Linked DNA regions of Rattus norvegicus: region 1 is linked to region 2. Evidence: chromatin contacts called from public HiChIP or PLAC-seq data. All regions are on one chromosome and are shown on one strand. The core of a region is the stretch at or near the end of the contact, and the rest is flanking DNA. Distances in the headings are between cores, read along the strand shown.

The links. HiChIP or PLAC-seq counts read pairs in DNA pulled down with a chosen protein or histone mark.
Region 1: a contact with region 2 is called in an H3K27ac HiChIP or PLAC-seq map of oligodendrocytes, with 9 times the contacts expected there. The contact joins the promoter of Afap1l2 here to the promoter of Ccdc186 in region 2. A contact is called at or near these places in 2 of 12 Hi-C or Micro-C datasets (mammary epithelial cells and psoas muscle) and 1 of 1 datasets of contacts at active chromatin or transcription factors (oligodendrocytes).

What each region holds. Positions count from the first base shown.
Region 1 is chr1:266,063,637-266,068,159 of GRCr8, reverse strand. It overlaps Afap1l2 (actin filament associated protein 1-like 2), which reads left to right and starts at 2,217. Exons shown (of 20, transcript NM_001305184.1): 1 at 2,217-2,640. The coding sequence starts at 2,625.
Region 2 is chr1:265,875,300-265,879,434 of GRCr8, reverse strand. It overlaps Ccdc186 (coiled-coil domain containing 186), which reads left to right and starts at 2,304. Exons shown (of 16, transcript NM_001427749.1): 1 at 2,304-2,515. It also overlaps a transcript of Tdrd1 not described here.

The DNA of each region.
Region 1 (4,523 bases), core at 968-3,467, 190 kb before region 2:
GTTGCTAACAATTAGTTTAGGACTTACAATAGCACTCCCTCACTTGTGAGCTCACTTTTAACAGTTTTATTTGTCTCTGGTCAATTGTGATCTGAAAATAGATTAGATGGAAAATTCCAGAAATATGTAACTCATGGGTTCAAAAATCATGCCACTCTGAGTAGCATGATGAATTCCTGTGATCTGACTCCACTCCCCTCAGCACCTGTGTTGTCCTCTGTCTTCAGCGTGTCTATGGAGTATATGCTACTCTCCATAGCTGGCTTGGCTAGCACGCCAAAGAGCAGTGGTGTTGGATAGAAGACTCAGAGCTGCTCTTGGTTTCAGGTGTCTGACAGCAACTCAGTGTCTTTTTCCTTTGTGAAAGTTACAAAGTTGCCAAGGGCAGAGGTTCACCTGCACCCAGGAGACCACAAGGGTAGTTCTGCCATTTCTGTTTTGTTCTGGAACCGGGTTGTGAATTACAGGTTTAGACTGACTCGAACTGCATTTCTAATATTTTGTGTGTCTGGAGAGGATTCAGGGAAGCTATTTAGAAACAAGGAGAGTTTAAGGAGCTTGGCCTAGAAGGGGGTGCCACACTTTCTTGAAAGGCAGAGACAGAAGGTATCAGAGGATTTTCTGGGGACAGCACTGTCCAGTTAATGTCACAGGGAAGCCTGAAGGAAAGGCTGTGAGGGCAGTAGGAGTCAGGAAACCTGGGTTCTGCTTGGTTTGTGTCCTAGCTCTGTAGGACTCTGGGCAAGTCTTCTCACTTCTTTGTGTGATCATTTGTAGAGTGGAGACTCTTAATCCTAGTGATATCTGCCAGTGCTGGACCTTGTAACCTTCAGTGAGAAGGTTAGCTCATAAGTACTGCTGGGTGGGTCCCGGACCTGCTTACTCAACTTCAGCAGGCAGGGCAGAAGTCTAGCCAAAAGTGACCAGTGACCACAGACTTGAGGCTTCTTTCCTAAAACTGAACATTTCAAAGAAAACCTAGGGCTCCACTGAGAGTGGTCTGGAACCACCACAGAACAGAGGGTGTGTGCCATGCTGGGCCATTTGCAAGAGGAAGAAAGGAAGGCGGGAATGAAGTAGGAGATCACCAAGGCAGAAACAGCTGTTTGACTCTGATGGCCACTGTGCAGGAGGCCAGCAGAACACCTCCTCCTTCTTGCTACCAACTCTCCTCTCTCTCTCTCTCTCTCTCTCTCTCTCTCTCTCTCTCTCTCTTTCTCTCTCTCTCTCTGTGTGTGTGTGTGTGTGCATGTGTGTGTGTATACTTGCATATGTGTTCATGTGCATCTGGCATGTGGAAGTCTCTGACCCACACACATAGACTTGGAAGTAGGTATCCCTAAGGTTCCTACCACGTCACATTGTGCCCCCCCCCTCCAAACTTGTTTCCGCTACAGGAGACAGATAATGACATGCTACCTCATGGTGAACGGGCAAACTGAAAGGCTGGGGCACACCGGCCCTGAGCAAGGCTCCTGGCTGACGAGGAAGGCTCTGTTCATGTGAGCTGCTGCTCTAACTAGGAAAAATGTTTGTGCAGATTGCTGGGCAGAAGATCTCCAGAGATCAGAGCTGACTCTGCTGCTCCAAGGAAGCATGAAGGGGGTCTTTCAGAAAATAACAGATCATCCCTAAGTGTTTATTCCAGGAAGTTGGGAAATTTGTCAAGAAACCAAGCATCCAGCACATAGCACAGTTTAAAAAGTGAAAACCCGAAGATTTAAAAGAAGATGTGGATCTTTGGGGAGGATTTAGGAGTTTGAAAGGACTGGAGAGATATCAAAAGAAAAAGATGAAGTATGCTCCTAGGTGGAAATACCACCGAGTAGACAGACAGACTCATCTACCTCACGACAGGTGCCATCTTTCCCGGAAGACCAGGCTTGATGAGGAGACTCCAGACACTATAATCCTCCCCAGGAAAGCCTAGGCTACAGACGCCCATAAAATCTGGGATCAGGGAGCAGGCTGCAAGTAGGAGTCTTCCTGTGCTCTAAAGTGAGCGTGATCTACAGGTGCCAGGAAAGGTGGACTGAGAGCTGGTGGCCATCGGTGGCGAGGGCTAGACTTCTTAGTTGAAGTGCATCCGGGAGACCCCAGAATACGGGCGCACTGGCTTGAGTAGTCAAGCAGGAGGCGCTCTAGGCCCATCTCCACCTCTCAGTTGGCCCTCAGTCTCCTCCTCCCGGCATTGGGTTCGCAGTCCCAGTACTGGAGAAAACAGATCTTAGTGGAGACCTATGGGAGCTTGCTGGTCCCGGAGTCTCCCCCGGGCTTTAAGAACGTCCCAGGCTCTTTTTTCCTCCGCGGCCGCCCTCGGGCCGACTTGGAGGAAGTGATCTGCGTTCCGGGCGGGGAGCCCAGTGTGGGGTGCGCGAAGACCGGAGCGCCGACTGTCCTGACAAGCTGCGGAGATTCCTGGCGGGGTCCAGGACAGCTCGCCCGGGTGGAGTCAGGATCCGAGGACTAGGGGCGCGGCGGCCACTCCGGGAGGTCGGGAGGCGAGCGTGACCTCACTGGGAGGGGCCAGCGCGCAGCCAGGGCTCGGAGCCCAGCGCGGAGCCCTGCGCGGAGAACTCAGCGCGGAGCAGATAGCAGTGCCGAGAGCGCACACCGCGCCGGCGATGGAGCGCTACAAAGGTGAGGGCGCAGGGCGCACCTACTTGCTCCGGGTCTCCGGGATTCAGGTGACCAGCACGGACTGTCTACGCCCAAGGGACTTCAGCCCTAGAGAGGGCGACCGAGGCGCTACGGTGGGCTTTCTAGGCAAAGAATGCGATCCGTGCTGTTTGATATTCCTGGGCACCTAGGGCAGAGGTTTCTGCCTGGAGATCAAAGTGAGGCTTCTCACCTGTTGGAGAACCGAGGGTGTGTCCCGAGCCATCCGGTCACCCTCAGCTTTCCTCGGGGAAAAGATGTCTACTACCGCTGAGGGGGGCCAAAGTAAGGTCTCAACAGTAAGGAGCTGCTAGGGGCAAAGGGGCGAGTTGTAGGGTCCTTTCGAGGGATGCTACCATGTAGAGAGGTTTCTTGCAGATTCCCAGAAAAGCCTTGTCCGGTGGCAAGAAAAATCCCTAATCTGGTGGGGTGGCATGGTAGTCTGTTCTTGGCTCGGTCCGGCTCTCCCCCACTTTGTAGCCGTGCCTCCCCATGCCCTTTGCGGACCCTGCACTCCAAAGCTGCGTGGGGGTGTGGGTTAGCAGCCCAATGGGCTGCCCAGCAGGTGGAGCGCCTGTAGGCGTCCTGGCAGTTGAACGAGCTTGGATTTGGCTCTATCCAGGGATCTTGGCCAAACCATGGTGGGAGGGCCGGTCCGGATATGCCCGAAGGGTTTTGGAGCCTCGAGGCTGGAGTCCAGAAGCCTGGGATAGTAGGTCTTTTGAAAAGGGGGTTCAAGGTGCTGCCCCTGAAACGGATATTTCGGCGCGCCTCTACATGCTTCCTTCTGGGAAAAGCCTCTTGTACTCACTTCTTTTCAGGGATTGTCTAAGCTAAACCTGCGAGAGGAACTTCTGCTTCTGTATTTGTTTTCCCATGGGAGTGTGATTAAGGCGAACGCTCTGATTGCCAAGGAATCTCGCCCTCCCTCTATGGTTTCTTATTTATTTATGGAACTCACATAAGGGACTTGTGCAGACAGGCTTTAGTTCCCTAAAGTAGTAAGTCTTTCGACTTTTGCGTTTTTCTTCTCCTCAGGATCTTTAGCCACGAGTGACTCACCTGTAAATGCAAGGTCTAGGCACTGAAGTCAGCGGGGTGGGGGAGGGGTGCCAGAGGAAATCACTTCTGTTCCTTTCAGTGGCTAACCAGGTCTTATCTTAGTTCTGATGGAATCTGGTCAGTTTGTGAGGGGAAAGGCTGAAGTTGCCCTCATGCAATCTCAAACACTGGCAGCCACAGCACCTCTCTTGGTAGAAGGGGTAACATGTTGCTCCACCCTGGGCCTCCACACTGAAGGAGGGAATCTGGGACAAGGGAGGGGACGGATTGGGGCCTTGGGTGTCCCCTCACTGAAAATACAGACTCCAAGATCGCTTCAGCTCTTTGGATTGTGAAACTGAAGCAGAAGTTGCCCCCCCAAACTTCTTTGCCCAAGCAGCGAACTGGTTCAAGCTAGAGAACAGGCAGCAGGTAGGCTGCTGTGCACCCAGAGTTTGGGAGCAGGTGTTTTGGGTAAATAGTTTTTGAATTGGCTCGTGACAGGATGAAGTTTGCTCAGTTTATCTTTCTCTCCTGGGAGCTGATAATCTTCCTCTACCGGGATCCCAGCTAAACGAAGGGGACTTGGTTTCAGGTCAGGGTGCTTGTGTTTTGGAAAAGATGCATGCCTTGGAGATGAATGAGTGCATAGGCTTGAGAATCACCTGGATTGCAGAAGAGAATACACGTGGCCTTCTTCACTTCCACTCTGGGGAAACATGACTTCAAGTCTCACATGATGTCATGCTGTTAATATCTGCTAATTTTTTTCTGGGAAGAATGTATGTGTGTGGGGGGGGTGGAGGTTCCATTCTCTGTTCTCA
Region 2 (4,135 bases), core at 1,055-3,554:
GGCCCTGCCCATGCTAAGGCAAACGTTGCCTCACTGACTTCTTCAGGAAAAAAAAAAATCTCCAATTTATTTTGATATTTCTAAATCCAAATGTAAGATTGCTCTAACTTTAATTTTTCAAAACCTATTTTTAATGATGGTTCTTAAACACTAACCTTCTTTGTAGCCCACCACCCACCAGAGGTAATGGAAGAGAAAGGATATGGGGAATTGGACCTGTTTAAAAAGGTTCTTTGGAGCGAATCCCAACTGGGTTGTATGGAAATCCGAAGTTCAGTTCACAGGTCAGCAGCAGCAGCTAGATCTACCCGCAAACACTTCATGGATACACCAGCAATCCAGTTCTGTAGTTGGGATAGCAAACAGGAATCAGCAGCAGGGGCGCTACCTAGCAGAGATAGCCAGGCCTCACTCAGCCTTGGCTTCAAGCAGAACATCCTTTCTCCTGTGTCTGCTTCAGTGAAACATCCCTTCATGAGTCTGCCTTAGCCTTTCACGCCTGTGTCTACTTTAAAGAAACACTCCTTCACGTGTTCATCCCAACAAAACATCATCCGACAAAACTGACTTTCCAAAGAACCCTTAGAGTTTCCACTTTAGATTGCAACATTTCAATCTCATCTCTTTGGTTTTAGACCAGTATTTCTTTTCTCTTATGATTAAAAAATTAGTTTCCCAGACATACTTAATACATTTTATTACCAGTTATAAGTTCTGAAAGACATTTCAGGAATAATGCTAGGGTTACTTCTAACAATAGGAGCCTATAAACGACTCAGTGTTTCTGTCCTTCCAGTCCTTTTGTAACAACATATCTTACTGGTAATGTTTAATTAAAGTCAAACCATTCTTTTCCCCAAAACAAGAAAGCCCATGTATGTATATATGTATGTATGTATGTATGTATGTATGTATGCATTTATAAAAAGGGTCTCCTGGAGGTTAAGCTCTAAGTGGTTCCTATTTGCACCTCCCAAATGTCTGGATAACAGGTGTAAGCCACTACTCCTGGCTCAACCCATAATTAGGGCCTCAGTGCTGTGAAGAAACACCATGACTAAGGCAACTCTTATAAAGCAAACATTTAGTCGAGCCTGGTTTACAGGTTCAGAGGTTTAGTCATTACCATCATGCTGGGGAGCACAGCAGTGTGCAGGCAGACATGGGGTTGAGAGAGAAAGCAGAGAGTTCTACACCTTGATTCCAAGGCAGCAAGGAGGAGACCGCCTGTCTCACAGTGGGCGTGGCTAAAGCTTTTCTATGAGCCCTCAAAACCTGCCTGCACAATGACATATCTCATCCAACAAGGCCACACCTCCTAATTGTGCCACTTCCTATAGGCCAAGCATTCAAACACAGGAGCCTATTCAAAGCACTATGGCACCTTAATTGTAAAATGTGCTGTAATTACATTACCATAATTTGAAGAGGGAGGCCATGTTTTCTGATTAAAAAAGACGGAGGGTAAGTAATATACCACGTTGAAGTTTTTCCTCCTCAGTGATTATGAAAGTAGTGTTAACAGTAATATGTTTTTTGATTTACAAACTTGCCATTAAAGATGAGTCTTTTATCCCTTTATGTCTATACCGTTCAAAACGTCAAAACATCTTTTTTTTCTGAACAGAAGTGGTTTGCAAAATCTCCAAACTAAAACTGCTCACCTTCCCTACCTCCCCTAAGTGGGTTTAGTCACTATAATATACACCCTTCTTACAACCAGATGGGATACCCAGCCCCCGGAGCGGGGGTGGGAGGGCTTAGAACCTCTTCATGAGCGCATCAACAGCTTACTAGTAAACGGGTGCCACTTGCAGACTTCAGGGCAAGGATATTATGGAAACCCTGCAGAGCTCTACTAGGGATGAATGCTTGAATGCTCACATCCGCCGCTCCTCTGGACTTGGCTCACCCCATGGCCAGTGCAAAGTTTGCACCATCAGAACGGGGAAGCCATAATCTCAAGTTTTCTTTTATTACTTTATGCCACTGACTGACTCATTAGATGACCGGCCAAAGGGTGAGGAAGAAAGATATAGCAACTTCCTACCGACAGAAAGCACAGGCTTGGGGCGGGAAAGGGAAAGAGTGACCTAACTGGACAAGGGCCAGTAAGTCAGCCTGCCACAGCCTCCTTGGGAGTAGAGGTGGCGCCGAGACGCTGGGCGGGGCCTCTAGAAACCGCCGCGTCCGGAGGCGGTGCCTCGAAACCAAGCCCACCTCCAGGTACTTAGCGTCACGCGGTCTGCGTCGCACTGATTGGCTCCCTCAAGGAGCCCCGCCCTCTCAGCTGTAGCCGCGCCGGCTTCGGCGTCGCCGCCATCTTTGTTGATGTGTCAGCTCCGCGGGGGTTTTAGGGGTAAACCTCGGCTGAGAGCCAGGAATCGGCTGTGGTCTCCGCGAGTGACTTCCTCACCCACTCCGCGTCCGCTAGACGCTGCCATGGATTCGCCGGCTCCGGAGCCGGAGCTTCATCGGCCTCGCTAGGGTGCGGCCCGGGACGGGGCGACGGACGGTGAGTAGCCGAGGGGCGTCCGGGACGGGCGCCGGGGGCTCGGCGGGCGTCGGTCTGCGCGCGTGGACGTGACGGGGTGCTAGCTCCGAGAGGTACGCGACTCCACGCGTGGACGTGACGATGCTGGCGGAGCCCTCGGGGGCTGTGCCTGGAGCGCGGCCGCTCCCCCGCTGCACCTGCGCGGGATCTCCGGGGATGCGGTTAGCAGCGTCTGGCTTTTCCAAAGATACCAATGTATTTCATGAATCTTGGTAGGGCAGTCAATTCGGATTTATTTGTCTCCTTCTACGTATTCTCAAAGTAGCAATCCCAGGGAAACAGCCGAGGTACCGATGGCTCAGCTAACAATTTGTAACTTGTTAAATATCCACATCTTGATTTTTACTTAGAGAAGAGACTCGGGTTTCTCTTTAGAGAAGAGACCCAGAACACCTGAGCTTGAGTCCTGTGGCTTCCGTTTGTTAGAGTCAGAAAAGAGTATAGTAAAAATATGACATCGGTTTATCAGACCCTGTGTCACATTCCTTTGATGCTCAGACTTTTCTTCTGAAGTGATACACAGGATGCTTGTCTGAGGAAAATGTGAAACAAATCAGTATGACAGCGTTTCAAAGGTGCCCGTGTAGCCACCCAAAGGAAAATCAGTCTGTTAAGTGTCAGGTTTATTAGTGTGGATGTGGTCTCTCCAACTGTAACTACACCTTTGTATTTGTAGTGTAGATATTGTGAGGGAGATTAAGGACCCGGAAACAAGTGATATTGAAACTGCTATCGTATGTATGAAGTACACCGAGTACAGACACTTTGTTAATTAATGGTTACACAAATGAAACAACAGAAATGGTTGGCCTACATCTTTTATTGTTCCTTTTTGGTCTTTACTTGTTCAGGAAAGATTTTGGGAAGGCCGTAATCTTGTTCTGTTACCCATGCCTTCTCCTTTGTAACGTCTAAGTAAATATAATTTTGGAAGACTACCAGAAGATGCACGGACTGTGTTTAATTTTTTAAAGGCTTTTTCTAATTCAAAATAATAAAAACTTAAGGTGTTTGTTTGTTTTAAGAACAGGTTCCATGGGGTAGGGTTGACATTTCTGAGTCTGATTTTTTGCAGATTGAAAGGCTGTGTGATAGAAGAGGAACCACTCATAAACCTTTAGTTCCTTCACATGGGATCCAAAGAGTTCTCCATTGATGCTGTGCAGTGCGGCATGCTGCTGGCTTAGCACGTTCAGCTCTGAAAGCCCGTTTATAGTTATGTGGTGACTAATAAACAGAACACTCAACCAGTGATGGTTGGAAGCACAAGCAGCCCTACTGAGAAAGCTCTTTTCCATTTGAAAGGTATTAGCATTCTACTCTGGCATACAAAAGTTATTCAACTCAGGTAAAGAAAGAATAGTTAACTTCAAATTCTGGTTGGTTGGTTTGTTTTTTCATTAATAAAACTAAGGTTTTTCTTATAATTTTTGTCTTTAAACATCTAAGGTCAAATTTTGATTTTGCTCATGAATTTCACTTCACTTATAATATTCAGTTTTTATTTTTTATTTTAGAAGCAGCAATAGGATAGATAATTTAGACCTACAGTTTAGATGCTACTATAATCTTACACCATTT